Linked DNA regions of Mus musculus: regions 1, 2 and 3 are each linked to region 4. Evidence: chromatin contacts called from public ChIA-PET and Hi-C data. All regions are on one chromosome and are shown on one strand. Each heading gives the region's core, a stretch centred on a gene start, on an enhancer-like site or on the middle of the called end of the contact. The rest is flanking DNA. Distances are from core to core; before and after follow the strand shown. Region 1 overlaps Col14a1 (collagen, type XIV, alpha 1). Region 2 has its middle 46 kb from the start of Ccn3. Region 3 overlaps Col14a1 (collagen, type XIV, alpha 1). Region 4 holds the start of Dscc1 (DNA replication and sister chromatid cohesion 1).

What was found. A called contact is a pair of places that touch in the nucleus more often than the background predicts. ChIA-PET counts read pairs in DNA pulled down with a chosen protein or histone mark.
Region 1: an RNA polymerase II ChIA-PET map of effector CD8 T cells shows a contact between it and region 4, with 7 read pairs. The contact joins the enhancer-like site here to the promoter of Dscc1 in region 4. A contact is called at or near these places in 11 of 39 promoter capture datasets (the C10 cell line, the HPC-7 cell line, cranial neural crest and 8 more), 9 of 484 Hi-C or Micro-C datasets (ECoMG myeloid progenitors, bone marrow-derived macrophages, cumulus cells and 5 more), 9 of 115 datasets of contacts at active chromatin or transcription factors (the 230-238 cell line, the SCID.adh cell line, effector CD8 T cells and 5 more) and 2 of 9 other capture datasets (adipose tissue and embryonic stem cells).
Region 2: a contact with region 4 is called in a Hi-C map of uterus, with 3 times the contacts expected there. The contact joins the enhancer-like site here to the promoter of Dscc1 in region 4. A contact is called at or near these places in 5 of 39 promoter capture datasets (the 3T3-L1 cell line, 3T3-L1-derived adipocytes, cranial neural crest and 2 more), 1 of 15 datasets of contacts at CTCF or cohesin (the NIH/3T3 cell line), 11 of 484 Hi-C or Micro-C datasets (the AML12 cell line, the Ba/F3 cell line, brown adipocytes and 5 more) and 1 of 115 datasets of contacts at active chromatin or transcription factors (embryonic stem cells).
Region 3: a contact with region 4 is called in a Hi-C map of bone marrow-derived macrophages, with 5 times the contacts expected there. The contact joins the enhancer-like site here to the promoter of Dscc1 in region 4. A contact is called at or near these places in 2 of 39 promoter capture datasets (the C10 cell line and macrophages), 1 of 15 datasets of contacts at CTCF or cohesin (the NIH/3T3 cell line), 2 of 484 Hi-C or Micro-C datasets (bone marrow-derived macrophages and peritoneal macrophages) and 1 of 9 other capture datasets (adipose tissue).

The regions. Positions count from the first base shown.
Region 1 is chr15:55,519,645-55,522,344 of GRCm38.p6, reverse strand. It overlaps Col14a1 (collagen, type XIV, alpha 1), which reads right to left. Exons shown (of 48, transcript NM_181277.4): 48 at 1,542-2,412. The coding sequence ends at 2,333. Among named protein-coding and RNA genes, the nearest start is that of Mrpl13, 36 kb to the left of the region's middle. Within about 2 kb of position 1,389, at least 26 of the 459 cell types and tissues checked have an H3K27ac peak or open chromatin away from gene starts, as enhancers often do. A contact at or near this core is called in the 230-238 cell line and effector CD8 T cells, where this site is marked.
Region 2 is chr15:54,790,080-54,792,779 of GRCm38.p6, reverse strand. No RefSeq gene overlaps it. Among named protein-coding and RNA genes, the nearest start is that of Ccn3, 46 kb to the right of the region's middle. Within about 2 kb of position 1,294, at least 17 of the 459 cell types and tissues checked have an H3K27ac peak or open chromatin away from gene starts, as enhancers often do. A contact at or near this core is called in 3T3-L1-derived adipocytes and uterus, where this site is marked.
Region 3 is chr15:55,378,937-55,381,636 of GRCm38.p6, reverse strand. It overlaps Col14a1 (collagen, type XIV, alpha 1), which reads right to left. Exons shown (of 48, transcript NM_181277.4): 10 at 1,986-2,137; 11 at 781-910. Among named protein-coding and RNA genes, the nearest start is that of Gm52209, 27 kb to the left of the region's middle. Within about 2 kb of position 1,441, at least 58 of the 459 cell types and tissues checked have an H3K27ac peak or open chromatin away from gene starts, as enhancers often do. A contact at or near this core is called in the NIH/3T3 cell line, adipose tissue and bone marrow-derived macrophages, where this site is marked.
Region 4 is chr15:55,089,231-55,091,930 of GRCm38.p6, reverse strand. It overlaps Dscc1 (DNA replication and sister chromatid cohesion 1), which reads left to right and starts at 1,440. Exons shown (of 9, transcript NM_183089.3): 1 at 1,440-1,705. The coding sequence starts at 1,506. All of the region lies in intron 2 of Gm41325 (a long non-coding RNA gene), which reads right to left.

The sequences.
Region 1 (2,700 bases), core at 140-2,639, 430 kb before region 4:
TAAACATATTCAAGTCACCAAATCAAAGCCAGGTCATTTGTGTGTGTGTGTGTGTGTGTGTGTGCAAGCCAAGACTGCTGTGAAGAGATTAGAGTCTCTAATGGCTTCATCTTTTGTAAAAACTGAAAGTCTTTGAAGTAACACAGTATTAGACCATTTGTTCTTACCTAACTCATCAAAAACACACAGACTATTCGTCTTGATCGTCATCATTAAATGTCCCAGACAGAGGAACCGGACAGAAGACTGTTATAGAGCAATGTATCAGCTTTCCAGCTGCTTAAATTGGAGGAGTTCTCCCAGGGGATTCTAGGTTCAACTATGTGGATATCCCTTGCATTATTGAGCAATTCCTACTCCTTGCTGGCCCTGTTTTTCTGTGGTAAATTTCAGCTGGGACATAAAGGTTTACAGGCTACATGCTCTCTGGCTTCCTTCATTACACCAGAAAGCTACTTATTTGCCTGGGTCATCCAAGGCACCCACATACATGATGCCGGTTGGATCATTTGTTAGCAAGACTTCTTCTCTCTAGTAACAGAAACCAAAGGCAGCAATGAAATCTGCAGAAGGATAGAGGGGGAAAAAATGTGACTCAACAGACACCCTGCTTTTTCTGAGTCTTCTCCTGACCCAGACAGAACCTAAGTTAGGTTGTAAATGAAGCCACCCAACTTTCTTAAAATGGTTGTTAGCAGGGTCAGGCAACTGAGGAGTTGGGTCTCACACAAAGATATGGCTTTCATTCTTTCCTAGTTCCAACCAGCAAATAGAGCCGAACAGGGGATCCTAGTCAGACCTAGGTTTCCCTAGGAGAATTCTTTCAACTTAAGAGGCTGGGAAGGTGACAGATACAGTGCTCCATATTGATCCTCTTTCAGGTTTCTCGGTTTGGACATTCAGCAGTGACTACTGAGATGTGCTTTAGATGAGTTAGGTGAGAACAAATGGTCTAGTATATAATAAACTAATAGAACTCAACTATTTTTTTTAACACTTAAGAGTTTTCCTTTGGAATAAAAACAAAAGAAGTTCTAGTTTAAGGTCTAGAGTCTCTGGGATTCAATTTAATTTCCTCTTTACCATCTAGAGCAGGGGTTCTCAACATGTGAGCTGTGGCCCCCTTGTGGGTCCAATGGCCCTTTCACAGGAGTCACCTAAGACCATCTGCAAACAAGGGTATTAAATTATGACTCATACAGTAGCAAAATTGCAGTTATAAAGAAAATACTGATATGGCTGGGGATCCCCACAACAAGAGGAGGTGTATTAAAGGGTGGCAGCATTGGAAGACTGAGAAGCACTGCCTTAGAGGTCTTCAGGGATGTCTTAGTACAGACAGGATGTCTTCTACACAGAGGAGGGCGTTCTGTGGCTAACCACTGTCTTAACCACTGAGGACAAAGGGATGAAGGAGTGAGAGGTAGAATAAATGTTTAGCTACAGGACCACAGCTGTTCCTTTTGAGATCGACAGTCAACCAAGACCACAAAGGCTGACAGTGACGTTCAGAAGTTTCAGAAGTTAAAAGAATCCACACATGGTGTTTTAAGTTTTTATTTGCTTATAAAAAAAAGGATAAAAACAAGTCTTCAAAAACATATCTGCATTTACAAAGCAATCCCTGTAAGTCGAGGAGAGGCAAGCCCTGAAACACACTCCTGGACAAATGATCTGCCAAAAGATGGGTCTTTTCTGCATCGGAACTGGAAGGAAGTCATTATTTTATACGAATCAAGACTACTGGAAAACAGACTCTATGGTTTTGTTTTTAATTACAGAATCGAGAAAGGCTATATTCTAGCTCTTATTTCTGAACACCCGTGAAAACCAGTTACTGAGTAATCTATGAGTTAGACAGATCAGGTTAAACAAGTAGGAGGTAGTTTCCTCAGTGATGGTGTTATTCAATTACCAGCAAGGTCACTGACATGGGTACAGGGACAGTGGTATAAACTGGGAATCTCTGAATTCGCTCTTCTGCTGATAGGGCCCCAAATTCCCTCTGATATAACCACGCTTCTCTTATTAATTTTACAACTTGAAATGATGTAACAGAGAAGACACTCCAGGGTGTATCCTTCTCAGCACTCTTCATTGGAAGAAGTCCAAAGTAACTGGTGTACAGTTAAAACAGTGTCACAGAAAGGGGCGGTTTCAAAACACAATTTTTAAAAAACGGTAATATTGACGTTATCCACAGAGGAAATATACCCCATACCATCAGCCCTGCCTCCCTCTGCAAAGTAGAGGACAAACCACGTGACAGCATTTGGTAAGTGAAGCTCCAGAAGAGGGCCTGCCCCTGCTCTTCAAATGTCTCCTGAGGTCATCAGATGCCTGCGCTCCACAGATCCATGGCCTCCTGCTCGTCCTGGACCGGTGTGAACTCAGGCTGATCAGGATGGGACACTAAAGAGGAAAAGTGGGGGTGGGGTACTGATGGGGCCCAGGAACCATAAATGGATAATCTCCCCTATCTGGGTCCTTAGGGACACAGATTTGGTCAATAAAGCAGAGAGGTGCAATGTGTGAGGAGAAAGCACTCACTGCCGAGCCTGCTATGCCGCTTCCCCAGGAGGCTTTATAGTTGTTAAAAGGAGGAAGAGAAAGACAAACTAAACAATGGAGTTAGAAAACTGGAACCATGGCCAATTGCTTAAATACCGGATGTTTTTTATTTACAAAAGAAACCCTGAA
Region 2 (2,700 bases), core at 45-2,544, 300 kb after region 4:
TTGTTTAGTGTATAACCATCAGTGAATTGCTCTTGGTCATCTGTGATTCCCACCCTGTGAAGGTAGACTTATGGGGATGACATCACCCTGCAGAGGTCATGAGGAAGAGTTGTATGATTTTGATAACGTGTACAAAAAAGATGTTATGTACTAAAAACATTTTACTAATGTTATTTTTAATCATAATGAAATACTTTTTTATGTTTGTAACTTGTTCTCATGTCTATTCCTATAGTCAATATTTTCCCAAACCAATTCATCATGATTCACTTCTGATGCAGTTAAGTGACTTGATTTAGGTCAGCCAGGAAGTTGAGTACCAAGTTAGGAGCACCAAAATATGAACACAGTTCTCTGTGATTTCAAGGCTCACAGCATTAATGGAGTACTGTCTAGAAGTGGAAATGACCATGTTTTAGCTGTCTAAAATTCCTATCTCTGAACTATAGTAACAATGAATAAAAACTGATTCTGTAGGATAATTCTAAAATCATGGATGTTCTCAACCAGGGATAGGTGTGTGTGCATGTGTGTGTGTGTGTTTGTGAGTGTATGTGTGTGAATGCATGAGTGCTGGAGTGCTGTGTAGTATTAGGGATAAGGTGTGTTTGATGTGATATAGTGACGATATTGTATCTGTGTGTGCTAGATATGGTAAAATAAATGTTAAAAGATGAGTTATGCCTGGACAAGCTGGATAGGAAGGATGAAGATTAGAAGATAAGAAGAATCTTCTTTATCTGGGAAGGAAGGCCTCGGCGATGTCGTTCTAGATGTAGGGAGTTTCTTCCACTTTGCCAGAAAAGGGAGAGTCTGGCTGGATAATGCTAGGGCTGGTGTGATCAGCCAAGTGCATAGCAGGAGTCTATAGTTGGTGAGGTAGAAGGCTATTAGATCAACATTTGTTCTTTAGAAATGTTCATTTGTTATTCTTAGGAGTGCTTTTTACTTCTTCTCCAGAAAACCACAGCTCTGAGTATTACTCTTGAATAATGCCTAACACTCATTTGGCAATGAGTTAGACAGACTGCTGTTACAGATTCAATAAAAAACAGCTTTTTAAAAAACCCTCACACAGCTGCTTGAGGAAACTGATCTCTTTACATGTGGTCTCATCTCCAAAGAAAAAGGAATTAAAAAAAAAAAAAAAGAGTCATCTCCCCAGAGTGGGGAAAAGTAGACATATTTTATTTTGGGTCAAGATTTCATTGACCAAACACCCAATGTTACCAAAGCAGAAGCCCGGTCACAGTAGCTGGAATTCAATAGCTGGCTAATTTTCTTTTCCACAGTTCCCTCAGTGTCTCCAGCTCCACCCTTTCCTACTTGGCCTGTGTTTACAGAGCCTTAGGCACAGTCATGCTGGTTGATTTCATGTAATCATGGTTAAAGGGATCAGCAGCCTGTGTCTAGTTGCCTGGTCAGTCGCTGTTGACTGCTGAGCACTCTGACAGGATCATCTGTGGCCAGGGAGAGAGAATGACATGAAACTAGGCATAAGACCATAAGATGCCATTCAATGTTTGAAGAGAGCGAATGGTCTACGAGCTAGATTACAAAGTCTAGTGCATGAGTACAGGCAGTGAGGTTATATAGGGACTGTGTTTTGAGGAGCAATTCGTCTTTGTAAAGAGAAGCATCCATGGGTTGACTTCAGAAAAATCGGTGCAGTTCAGGAGGATGAAGCTTGGGCCTCTGTCCCAGAAGTAATAGAAATCTAGATGATCTTTTGTTGTTTTGTTTGTTGTTGTTATTAAAGAAAATCTCCAGAGTTGTTATGTTGGCAACTAATTTAAGGTATGTATTTTAATTGTGTTTCTGTAAATAAAAGACATATGTACATTGCATTGCACACATCGTATAGGAAACCACTTTGTAACTTCCAAGGGCAGAGAGATGAGAAGAACAGCAGATACAAAGCAGTTCGGTGAGTGTTTTGATAGGAGAGGCCTAGGTGTCCTTTAAGACTAGTGGCAAGGCCAGAATACGCTGACTAAACAAAGTGGCCTCCAACTTGACCAGAGCTGGATGGGTGAAAGGCAGTACAGTGAGGCAAACCCCAAAGGCTGAGACTGGGGAACCATGGTTCACAGGGTGTCTTAGTCAGTGTTTTAACTGTGACAAAACACCATGACCAAAAAGCAAGTTGGGGAGGAAAGGGTTTATTTGCCTTACACTTCCAGATCATAGTTCATCACTGGAGGAAGTCAGGACAGGAACTCACTCAGGGCTGGAATCTGGAGGCAGGAGCTGATGCGGTGGTCGTGGAGGGGTGCTGCTTACTGGCTTGCTTCCCGTGGCTTGCTCAGCTGCCATTTTCTAAAACCCAGGACTACCAGCCCAGGAATGGCACCACCCTCAATGGTGCCCCATTGATCACTAATTGAGAAAATGCCTTCCAGTTGGACCCAACTGTGGTTCCTTTCTCTGTGATGACTCTAGCTCGTGTCAAGCACACACACACACACACACACACACACACACACACAGAGGCACATACACACACACAAAGGGCTGCTATTTACAATTAGGCAAATGGAGTCTATGGCAAGTTGATTTCTGCCTTTTGTAATCAAAGAATATTGAGATATTAGTATTTTTCTCAGTGATGAAGTCAATAAATGTGATGGCAGGATTGATCAGAGACCACTTAGAACTCACACCGGTAACAGTGGTAACAGTAACTGTGCTTTTTGGCAG
Region 3 (2,700 bases), core at 192-2,691, 290 kb before region 4:
AGCACGGCACAGAGGAAAAGCACCATGGTCCTGGAATGTAGTTTTTAGTGTTGTTTACATAGTTATTGCTCTGTGAAATGTATGCTATTTAGGCCAGTTTGGCATAGCTCCCAAGACGTAGTAAGAACACAGTTTTTCAAATGACTAAATAATTGTTGTTTTACGATTGTCTTGTCTTGTGATTCTCTGAGTATGTACCTGATGTGTGTATGTATGTGTGTATGCATGTAGTATGAGCATGTGTACTTGTCATCATGCCTAGTGAAGGGACTGTCAGGATTCAGACGTTCTTCTAACTTAAAAGGAGATTAATGTTGAGGGGAAATGCACTGTGATTCTCTCACTATTCCCCTGAGGGAAAAGAAGCCCCTGAACTTCTTCTCCATTCTGACTAACAAATTTGGCACAGCTCTTGGTTCACAGTAGATATTTACTAATACATACATACATGTGTGTGTGTGTGTGTGTGTGTGTGTGTGTGTGTGTGTGTGTGTGTGTGTGTATAGGTATATACATATACATATTTGTTGAATGAATGAATGAGTCTGCCTCCTTCACCACCACAGTTACCCTCTCTAAAACATGCAAGACATTTGTAAAAATCCATTCCATACACACAGCTGGAAAGCTGCAGCTGCGGCAGCAGCCTCTCCCACATACATGACAGGCACTTCCTGCGACCCAGTCGGGGTGTCTATCCACCCTGATGAGCCCAGTTTAGGAATAAGCCACCTAAGCGAGGCTGTTCATGTTGGAAGTAGAGGAGGATTGAATACGCACATGTGGTCTCTGCTCCCCGCAGGCCTTCACTAGCTGTGTGGGCAGATACTGCAAACACTGCTATCTGGTACTCAGTTGAAGACATCAAGTTTTTCAACACTGTGGAAGATACACTCCCATCCACCACCACCTGTGGAAAGAACCATTTGAAAGAAGATAAAATATCTCACATGCAGAATGGAGACAAACAAGGAAATATATCTCCAGCAAGACCATCTCGCTAAATATTTTATTATTTGTGCAAGGTCTTCATTTCCACTCTAGGGATCAATTCTCCTTGTCTCGGTGCACAAATGGATGCACTTCTATGGAATCCATCCGAAGTTGTTTTTTAATTCGTATATAGTGCTAATTGTGTCATTTCTGGGATATTATTATCCTGGTCACACTCACATGACTACAGCAGATATAATTTTCCCCAATGGCACTTTGGGAAACATTTAAAAGGTTTGCTAGTCATGAGAAAAATAGAGCCACTGGAAAGATTATGGCTTATTTTTCTCTTTGGACCAGATGATTTGAAAGTCCATGATCAATTTCTGTAATGCTTGAAACTAAAACGAAGCTCACAGATTCTGCCTGGGTAGAGAAGGACATTGTGAAACACTGTGAGGTCAATCAGAGGTTAGAACAACAAAAGGAAGTGGAGATTTCATCATGTCTTCACTCCATGAATCACTGCATCCAGGCAGGGAAGGAGAAGGGCCCCGCCACTGGCAATAGGTGCTCTCTTCTAGACACAGCTAGCCACGATGGAAAACACTGGCCACAGCTGCTTCAAGAAGGTGTTCCATGGCCCTGATCTCTACAAATGTCCAGGAAATTCCAAATGCCAGAGGACTGGCCCACCCTATTAACCCCATAATTTGGAACATGCAGTCTTCACTATGGCAGAAACCCCTCGCCACTCCCAAGATAAACCAAGATGCATGGAAACCTTTCAGCTTAGAACTTGTTAATTAGGGGAAGAAAAGTAAACTAGTTTCTAAGTGCATACTTGATCCATTCTTAGGATGACTGGATGGCAGGATGAGAAACGGTGTGGATACAATGTGAAGAGACAGAGCAACAATACAGACATGTAGAAATCTATTTCAAACCACTTAAACTGTTTAAGCAGAAGGATGCCCTACACAAACATGCCTGCTTCATCCCCACTAGAAAGACTTTAAGGATTGGGAAGTCTAGAAAGATTGTCATATTACCTCCTCCGGCTTTCCGCCTCTGGTGGGATAATACACAACTCTGTATTTTTCCACTTTTCCTGGGGACTGAGTCCAGTTAACCATAAAGCTCCTGGCAGTGACTTCAGAAGTGATCAGCTCTGTAGGTGGCCCGATGGTGGCAAGGGCTGAGGCTAAATGAAAGAAATACACTAAATAAATCTCATTTCCCAAGTTATTTCAATGAACGTAAGAAAAGCCACTAAGCAGCAGTGACTCTCGAAGCTATGGTGCCCCCTAAGAGTCTGCTCTGTGGAAAAGTTGGTTCCATTATTAATTCTTGTGCTCATTCCTTCATTCAAAACATTTACTGTCCATTAGAAACCATTCATTGAAGTAGATTCTTAGTAACCAAACTGAAATAAAACATAGTCCTTAATTCTCAGAAACTCTGACAAGGACTGTTAATAAACAATGAAAACAGGCACTTAAGTGAGTGGGCACACATCCAAAGATGCTCTTCTGGGTGTCTTAGAGGTGCCATTTAATTCTTGGCAGTTACTAATGTTGCCCATGTTTGTAGATGAGAACGGTAAGGCAAAATAAAGGCAACGTACAGCCCACATCTAAGGGGGAGCAGCTCTCAGAGCTGAGAATGCATCAAGCTTCATACAAATACTTCTCTGCATCAGAGGACGTGGCACCTACACTGAAGATGTCCTGCCAACAGACAATCAGTATCTAAACGTAAAAGCAC
Region 4 (2,700 bases), core at 191-2,690:
TCTTCTTCCACTATATCTTCTGGAGACTGAAGTCAGCTTATCATCTTGCATGGCAAGCACTTTTAACTTTGAGCCATCTTAGTGATAGCCACTAATAAATTCGTGGTACTTTCATATTCAGGATATTGTTCCATCATTTTTCTTATTCGATCCGATTTTTGTTTTTTTTTGTTTTGTGTGTGTGTGTGTGTGTGTGTGTGTGTGAGAGAGAGAGAGAGGGGGGGGGTCTATTTAGCCTTGACTGGCTTGAAGCTCACTATGTAGACCAGAATGGCCTCGAACTCAGATCCGCCAGCCTCTGCCTCCTGAGTGCTGGAACTAAACTACCCTTTGGCAACTCAGATGTTTTTGCTTGTTGTTTTTCTAGACAATGTTACTCTGTGTAGCCTTGGCTGTCCTGGAACTTGCTCTATAGTCCAGGCTGGTCTAGAATTCAGAGGTCCTCCCTTTGCCTCCTGAGTGCTGGGATTAAAGGTATGGTGCCAGCACTACCTGGCTCATGTCGGTTTTTAACCTGATGGACTGGGGTCACCTTGGCCTCCCTTTTTATTTATTCATTTGTTTGTTTTACAGGAAGGAGTGAGAAACCACCCTCTCTGAAGACAATTATTCCTCTTACTGTTTCAACTTTTATGGGTGGCCAGTCTGCAGGGGTCTGCCGGCAGCATCCCTTAGAGAGCTCGCACATCAGTTTCAGGTGCATGGATGTGAGTCTATGAATGGGTTTTCATCTTAAAACAGTTTCACGTCATTGTAAACTTTGGTCAAGAAAACATCACACCCTGTAATGCTGAGTTAGCCAGACTCTCCCAGGAGCATACCAGGCGGGCTGTTTCTGTGTAGAAGTCTCAAGCGCCACTTAGCACAAATGAAGTATTTAACGAACGGGAGGCAAGCTACCTTCCATCTAGGATGGTCTCGAAGTCCAAACAAATGACATCTTATTCTGCCAGGATCTGGTTCTTGGTCCTGCACAACACTGGGCAGGCTATTTTGGAACCACCATACATACATCAAGCTGGATTCAGACTTTGCCATCTCAAGGCTGCGCCACCATTGGCAAGCATTCTGCTCGCTTCTGCATGACAGGATCGACAGGATCCTGCCTTACTGGGTTGTTTTAACGGCTTAATGAAATTCTGCACAGACATAGCTCATCACGGGACCCACCGCAGCAGGCGAGGAAAAGGAGCTTTGGCGGGAAAGAAGGGGGTGGGCACAGGGTGGCGGAAGGGGTGAGTGCAAGAGCCGTGCTTGGCCCCGTGGGGACCCAGAATTGCTAACAGGACCTTCCTGGAGTCCTCATGGGGGAAACCGTGCTTCTCCCCAGCAACCGGGGACTTGCACGCTGTCAGTGGGCTGCAGAAGGACTCGCGAGTCCAGATACTTTCCGACTTCCTCGGGACACGCCCCGTCCCGCCCCGGAAGTCGGCTCGGGCGGATTTGGCGCGCTTTTGAAGTCCCGGGAGTTTAGGTCGAGGACACACCCCTCTCCGTGCTGCGAGATGTCCCCGCCGAGCGCTTCCCGGAGGACCCGCGAGGAAGTGGACGCGACGCTGCAGGTTGCCAAGCTGAACGCCACCGAGCTGCTGCCCACGGTGCACTGCCTGAGCTTCAGCTCCGGGACCGGCGGCGCGGCCACCGGCGACTTCTGCCTGCTGGAGCTGGAACCAGCACTGTGCCAGCAGCTGGAGGCCGGGGACAGGTGAGCCGGGATGGTGGGGCTCGGGAGCGCCGATTCCCCGGCCTCAAAGAGGCCGCCTACCCGCCCGGCGTAGCCCGGGGAACTCGGAAGGAGGAACTGGTGCAGAGAGTTGCTTTGATTGGGCCCGTACAGGCCGATGGGCGGGTCCTCAGCTTGCTGTCATCTGTCAGGAGGATTCAGCATTTGCTAGACTGCCTTGTTAGCAGGACTCCAGGGAATTTAGAGCCAGGTGTCAGCGGGGGAGTGTCAAGAAGGAAGCTCCAGGGAGCTTTGGAGGGCTCAGTACTGATGCCAAGTACTCCACAGAAACACTCGTTCAATCTCAGAATGTAGTAGCAGTGCCTGTAGAGAGAGTTCTTGGCTTGCCACTTGGGTTTCTTCTCCTTGAACCGCAGATGGGACAAACGAGACAGAAGTTTAAAGCCTAATGCAGACTGCTGCGTGTAGCCCGGGGGTTGGTTGGGGTCACTTACTGAAGATCTGGATCTGTTTTTAATTCCGGGTCAACTACAAAGTTGCTGCCAAGACCTTGGATTTTAAATCCTAGGCTGAGATCATGTCTTTTATGGCAAGCACAAAGCTGAGTGACTGAACTGCAAGTGGGCAAGGCTCTTACTCTCAGAGCTCCCCCTCAGTGACATACTTCCTCCAGTAAGGCTACACCTCCCAACCCCTCCTCAGATAGGGCTGTGGACTGGGGACTAAGTGTTCAAATGTCTGAGCCTGTGTTTGGGGGCGGGGTCCTCTTTCAAAGCACCACACTCCCAAGGTTTAATTTTAAATCTAGAAGCCACAGGATTTGGGACTTATTTTTTCTTTCTTTCTTTCTTTTTTTTTAGATTTATTTATTTATTATATGTAAGTACACTGTAGCTGTCCTCAGACACCCCAGAAGAGGGCATCAGATCTCTTATGGGTGGTTGGGAGCCACCATGTGGTTGTTGGGATTTGAACTCAGGACTCAGGACCTCTGGAAGAGCAGTCAGTGCTCTTAA